Regions from separate parts of the Oryctolagus cuniculus genome. Here region 1 is linked to region 2. A link is a contact called in public Micro-C data. All regions are on one chromosome and are shown on one strand. The core of a region is the stretch at or near the end of the contact, and the rest is flanking DNA. Distances in the headings are between cores, read along the strand shown. Region 1 has its middle 49 kb from the start of ASB13. Region 2 has its middle 110 kb from the start of ASB13.

Region 1 (3,443 bases), core at 461-2,960, 66 kb before region 2:
TACCTCTACAAAGGTGTCAACCTCTCTAGCATTTAACCATCTCTGTATCTCAGCACTTGATCCCTAAGCAGTGGAGCAGAAGTGTTAGCTGAGTATTGACTGAATATGTAGAGCTCTAGGTTCCTCGCTCCTTGACTGATTTCCTAGGTCTATGCCCTCAAATCTGCATTCTTTTAACCCTCTGCCATCCAGGTAACATACTGCCCTAGAAGTGTGTTGACAAGATGAATCATTTTCTTTAATGGGTGGTTTCCCTTCCATCCTTTCTTTTGTTTCTTTTTGCATTAAATCATATCTTAGCACGTTGGAATTCTGGGAAGAAGGATGTAAAAATAGCCGTTCTTCAGAATGAGTGTTTTCCCATCTCTTGTTTAGTCTGGAGCTGTGTCCTCGGCCTCTGCCAGGCTGTGGTCACTGTGGAATGCACTGGTGGCAGTACGTTCCCTAGTACCCCTGCAGCTCCCTTGGCAGTGCAAGCCCTGCCTGCTCTTGCCTTCAGCCTGTGAGAGCCAGGGTAGTGAGGCTACCACGAATCATAGAAGTGGATGAGGACACTCATACAGAGTTTGTTTTGTCTTGGTGTGCTTGGAAGGCTGAGATCTAAATTCTACCTTTTTATTATCCTAAGCAAAGGAGAAACAGTCAGCTGGGAGCAGATGAAATGCTACCTGTGCTCAGAGCATTGTCTAGAACACATAGCAAGAATTTGCGAGTCTCCCGTCTCACCAACTCAACACCCAACTAACCCTCACCTACTTCCCAAGCAGTTCTTTTCTCCTTCCTGTCACTGGTGTTGGGACTCTGTGCCTGATAGGCCTTTCCTTTGGCAGGGCAGGTGTCAGAGCTCCTTGCTTTAGATTGTAGCTCCCCTTGCCAGGATCCCAGGACACACTCTCCACCCCCTACTCTCCTACAAGCCAGGCTCTAAAACCAGTCATAACATGTTCACCAAAAAGGGAGAGAAAAGTAAAAACATGTATCTTGGCCTCAAAACAAACCCAGAATGGATTCATTTCCAAACCACTTAAAACAACGACCATGACAAGGTTCTGATGATTGGGCTGTAGGGCTCTGCTTTGGTGGGGTCTTCCCTGACCTTAGAGAAAGGGTCTTTGTTGGGAAGGGAATGTGGGAATGGGGGAGCAAAGAGGGAAGAGACGTCCCCCTGGAACAGGGCTGCAAGTTTAGACTCCAGATCGGGCTTCCCACAGGCAGCCTCAGAGGGGAGGAAATGGCTGTCTGGACGGATGGCTGACTGTCAGGCCTGCATTTTCACCACCTCCTCTTCCCTCCTCCCCTTGCTTGGCCCTCCAGGCAACCTCAGCCTCTCCTGAGAGGGCCTCATGTGTGGTTTTTCTGTTAACTCCTTCCACATGTTCTGCTCAGAGCCTATGGAGCTGTTTGTTGTTGTTGTTGTTGTTTGTTTGTTTGTTTTTGCTTCTTTTGGAAGAACACTGCCCTTTCCACACATCCTTGTGGCCTGGTTCAGCAGCAAGACGCTGTGCTGGGGTTGCTTCTCCCTGTGTCCAGCTACTCCCAAGTGCTCAGGTGCATAGCTGCGGCCTGTGCAGTGGGTGATGGGTATGAGTGGTCCCTGCAGGAGGAAGGGGTTGGCAGTTGGTGGGCCGCCTGCTGCTATGATCTTTGAGAGGTGGTGGGGGAGTCCCTGACATGGAGCAGTTCCCTTCTCCTCGGCACAGTTCTGGAAAAACCCATGAGGTAGAGGCAAGAGCTGCTCTGGCAATGTCTTTTATGAGAAAAGAGGTGCAAAGATTCATCTGTCTGCTCATCCACTGTTTCAGCTTGGAGCGAGCACCCACACCACTCCGGTCTCTTTCTCTAGATTGACAGGAGAGCTGTCCCGTGCAACAGGCTCAGATTCGGACTCTGTGCACAAGGTTCTGGCTGCTGCTCTGAGCTGCTGCTCTGCAAGGTTGCAAAACCACAGGGAGAGACGCTGGAACCTTGACCCTTGGCCAGCCCAAGCCACAGCTGTTACTGATTATACAGTGTGCATCGGCCTTGGGGGTTGGGTGTCCTTTCTCTCTCCAAAGAGGAAATGCTGATGCCTCCCACAAGTTGTGGAGGAAAAAATGCAAGCCTCTGTGATTTTATGGAGACATCCAGGGCCCTGCTTCCACAGTCTGAGTGAACTGCCTCTTCCAGTATCTGCCCAAGGCTCTGGCTCAGTGTAGGGACCCAAGCACACGACTGCCGCCTGCTGCTGCCGCTGCTGCTGCTTCTTTTGATTGATTTATTAATTTGAAAGGCAGAGTTACAGAGAGGCAAAGGCAGAGAGAGAAAGGTCTTCCACCTGCTGGTTCACTCCCCAGATGGCCATAACAGCCGGAGCTGAGCTGATCCAAAGCCAGGAGTCCCTTCTGGGTCTCCCACGTGAGTGCAGGGGCCCAAGGACTTGGGCCATCCTCTACTGCTTTCCCAGGCCATAGCAGAGAGCTGGATCAGAAGTGGAGCAGCCAGGACTGGAACTGGTGCCCAAACAGGATGTAGGCACTACAGGCAGCGGTTTGCCCACTAAGCCACAGGGCCGGCTCCTGACTGTCTGCTTATCCAGCCTTATTCTTCTTTTTAGATATATTTATTTATTTGAAAATAGAGAGAGAGAGAGAGAATCTCCTACACAGCAGCTGGTTCACCTTCCAAATGATGGTGATAGCAGGGGATGCTCTAGACTGAAGCCAGGAACCCAGAGAGCTCCATGCATGTTTCCCATGTGGGTGGCAAGGGCTTTTACTGCTTTTCCAGGTGCATTCACAGGGAGTGAGCTGGATCAGAAATGGAGCAGCTGGGACTCGAACCAGTGATTGGATATGAGATGCTGCACTGCAAGTGGCAGCTTAACCTGCTGCACCACAACGCCTGCCCTTTATCCATCCTTCTGAACACAAGCTGATTTTTAAGGTTCAGTCCAGAGCCAACCTCCTCCCTGCTGAACTTGTGGTGGGAAGTAGGACTAACCTCCTAGCCTAGCCTTGCCTTTTCCAGAGCCGTGGGATCCCAGGCAACTTCTTTAGCCCCCTGAGGTTCTGTTTTCTCATGGGGAAGTTGGGGAGGTAATTATCATTCCTACCTCCAAAATTTTTAAAAGGCTTTTCATTATTATTCCAAATATCCAAAGACAGTTTCAAAGAAAAATGTTGGCAAAACAAATTACCAGGGTAGCTAATTTTATTGTACTCTTACAAGGTTCCAGGTGCAGTTTTAAGTGTTTAATCCTCAGAATATCTGTATGGAGTTGATCTTTCTATGATCACTAATTTGCTAATGAGAGAATAGAGGCCCAGAGACATCAAGAAACAAACACAAGTGTGCACACCTGTTAAGTAGCAGAGCTGGGATTCCCAGCTGGGTGTTGGACACCGAAACCCATGCTTTTAATCACTACCCTGCTTCACCCCTAATGAGAAAAAAATAATTAACCG
Region 2 (3,330 bases), core at 88-2,587:
GCTTGTTTACAGCTATCCACGAAACATCAGCTGCCTGATGAGCCAGGGACGGGGCACACTGCCTTGTGCCCTTTGGATCCTGAAGCTTGTACTTAAGCATTAACCCGGGGCAGGGGAGGTGGAAGCTTTGCAGGAACAGATAAGAGCAATGGCGTTGTGACAAGAAGGAGGCCTGACTAGCTGAACAGATCACCTATTTGGTGCCTTGGTTTCCTCACAGGGTGTCTAAAGGAATGGAGTGTGTTAATAGCTGTAAAATGCTTGTCCCAGGGAACATCCTTGGTAGTGGACATGACTGTTGTGACAAGGGTAGAAGAGCCTGGGTTCTGACTGTTATCTAGCTGAGGAGTACCTCCCATAACCTCTCTGCACCTCACTTTTCCCCTGAGTCATTGCTGATCCCTTATGGTGAGCCTGTGACTGGTCCAGAGAAATCCTGCACTTGCTGGCCCTTTGAGAGATCAAGCTGATGGGCAGGCCTCCTGCCCAGTCTGTTGAACTCATAAAGCCTCATCACCTGATTCTCCCTCCTTTGCTGGCTGTGCAGCAAGCGTGGGTAGGCTGGGAGCCTTTCCGCATCAGATAATTAAATTCCTTGTATATTTATTAGGTACAAGAACATCTTGTGCTGCTCACTCCGGGGGAACTATGTCCATGTTGTCCTGAGCCTCCTACAGCTTGACCTCAGAGGTGGACCAGGGGAATCAATCTGTCTGCAAATGATTGCAGGAAGCCCTTGGGTGCACAGAAGCAGGATATGGTTCTTAGATGTGATCTACACAGAGTCAGAAGCTTATGCCAGTGATGGGAGTCTCTGTGGTGCCTTGGCGGCCAGATTTCCTGATGTGTGAAAACAGCCTGACTTCCAGGGGTCTCTGGGTTCTCAAATATCCAAACCCACCTTCTAGGGCTATCGTGAAGATCTTATGAAACCATGCATGGAAAACTCAGCATACCCCACCTAGCCTACAAGTCCTTGCTCCTCTGCTTGCTAAATTGTCACACCCGCTCTAGAAAACATCAGTCATATAGCAACAATTTCCCAAATGGAGAAGACATTTCTATTAGAAAGTCGATTGGGTCAATGTTGCGAGTCTGTTTCCTGGCTTTACTATTCACTCACCAGCTGCATGATTTCTCTTTCCTATGTTTAATTTCCATTGAGGGCTTGGTTCTGTGCTGGTTTAAATAACTTTTGTGAGGGAGACTGAATGACTCAGTGGACAAAACCACGTGTTTGCCCTTAGCAATGTATTTAATCTCTCTGAACTTTAGATTCCTTATGTGGTAATGCAGGCAGGCACAACGAAACCAATCCACTGCAGATCGTGTGGGTGTAAAGAACTCTATGAGGAAATGCTGCAGTGGCACGTAGCAGGGAGAGGCACAAGGAAGCAGTTTGGTGCTGTCCTGGGAAGGGATGAATGGATTTGGGGAGAATGTGCTCTGGCTGTGCGAGGCAATCCCAAGAAAGCTGCACAAGTGGCTTCAAGATCCAACTGGGTTTGGGGAACAGGCTAACACAGAGAACGTATGGCTGTTTGCTCAGATGCCTGTAAATGTGTTTGCATTTATATATGGCAGGTGACAACAACAGAGAGAGAGAGATGAGTTGCTGACAAGTCCCCTCCAAACCTAGGAATTCTATAAGGGTACCAGAGATACCCACAGAGCTCTGCCAAGTGGCCCAGACTCCAGACTGCTCTGCGATGATTTGAACTTCTGGACCATGGATACTAGCAGGCCTGGAGTGACGCTGCTCACCCTGCAGCCTTGGCTGTGGTCTCTAGGAAGGTCCCTGCTATCTGCCTTCCTTCCTCCTGCTGATGGATATTCCAGGGGCGGGGGCGGGGGCAGAGGAAGAAGCTGGCATGGAGCTTGCTGAGCTGGCTATCCTCCTAGGAACCACTTCCTTTGCAAAAATCAACTTTCAGGAAATAGGAGAGTAGCTCCTCTGAGAAAAAAGTTGGAATCTCTGACTCAGATCAGGAACAAACACATCCAAACCCTTACACAAGTCAAATATATATGATCCTGGCCTGCTCTTAGCAAGTCTACTGCCTGAAGAGGGAGAAAAAGATCTCCAAATGGGACCACTTTTAAGATTCATGGTTGTTCCCCAGTCCCCCCAGAATCAACTGTTCTGGCTCTATTTATTCAGCTCAATTTTTAAAAAGAGAATGAGCTTCCAGGGTTTGGACCTAAGGTGAGGACAGTGTGCTAGTCTACTAGTTGTCCAGGAAAAGCAGCTCTCTCCTTCATGCCTGGGACCTCTAGAGCTTAGACAATCTAGACCCCCATCCTGGCCAGAGCTAGGGTTTCTCTTCTGCTCTGTGAATCCCAAGCTCAGTGAGCACTGCAAACATTATGTTAATAAATGTCAATAAACTTGCTGGAAAATATAAAATCATTTGTTATCAATAAATTTGGCTCCCATTCACCTAAGATAGTCCAGTGTGTGGTGGTACACAGTGGTGCTCAATAGGCATTTGTAGGATGGAATCTTTGCACCAGCTCTACTACCGGATTCATGGTAGCTGCCAGCTCCCTGCCTCTTCTCAGGTCCCTAGGACAAAGGCTGTGGTTTGGGAACACAGGGCTCCTGAGGACAGGGACAGAGCTTTTGTTCCACATGCTTTAGGTATATCAAGCCTAATTACTCTGCAAGGTGGATTTTGCGGGCCCATTTGACTATTGAGGTATCTGGCACTCAGAGAGGTTGAACAATTTGAGATCATACAGCTGGTAGAACTGAGATCCTCTCTACCCCTTTCTGGGGTAGATAGAGGCAAGAATATCCCCCCTCCCCAATCTTCCAACTTGTTACTGTAGGAGTTGGAGTCTTCTGTACTCTGGCTGCTTGCTTGCCTGCTATGCTCCCCTGGAATTTATGACCTCCTGCCCCTCACCAGCTCCCCTGGGATTTATGGCCCGATGCTTCCTGCCCGTTCTTCCCCGTGCCATCTCCTTTGTGTGGCCTTCCCGCCACATAACGTATATAGTCTTCACGTTTAAATGAACCAATGAACATGTTAGGTCCCAATACCTTGCCATATAGAGAATAAGAAGGTAATCTACGTAGGAGATGACCTACACCCTTGTAAGTGTGAGGCTATAAAAACCTCTCTTATGCAAATGAGAGGGCCTTTTGCCTGTGCACTGCTAAAGGGCTATGTGCGGGTAGGTGGTCCCAGCAGGCTGGTAACAAATAAACCTCTGCTTTTGCATCCACAGCTGTGCCTTGTGCATTGATTGGGAAATTCGGACACAACATTACACTTAGAGCAGACATTGAAGAAAGGAGAAGACAGGGAATCACGGTGGGGTGTT

The links. Hi-C and Micro-C count contacts between places; a contact is called where the count stands out from the background.
Region 1: a contact with region 2 is called in a Micro-C map of ear pinna, with 2.7 times the contacts expected there. The contact joins two enhancer-like sites. A contact is called at or near these places in 5 of 6 Hi-C or Micro-C datasets (ear pinna, embryonic fibroblasts, psoas muscle and 2 more).

What each region holds. Positions count from the first base shown.
Region 1 is chr13:79,509,323-79,512,765 of mOryCun1.1, reverse strand. No RefSeq gene overlaps it. Among named protein-coding and RNA genes, the nearest start is that of ASB13, 49 kb to the left of the region's middle. Within about 2 kb of position 1,710, at least 5 of the 8 cell types and tissues checked have an H3K27ac peak or open chromatin away from gene starts, as enhancers often do. A contact at or near this core is called in ear pinna, where this site is marked.
Region 2 is chr13:79,443,073-79,446,402 of mOryCun1.1, reverse strand. No RefSeq gene overlaps it. Among named protein-coding and RNA genes, the nearest start is that of ASB13, 110 kb to the left of the region's middle. Within about 2 kb of position 1,337, at least 3 of the 8 cell types and tissues checked have an H3K27ac peak or open chromatin away from gene starts, as enhancers often do. A contact at or near this core is called in ear pinna, where this site is marked.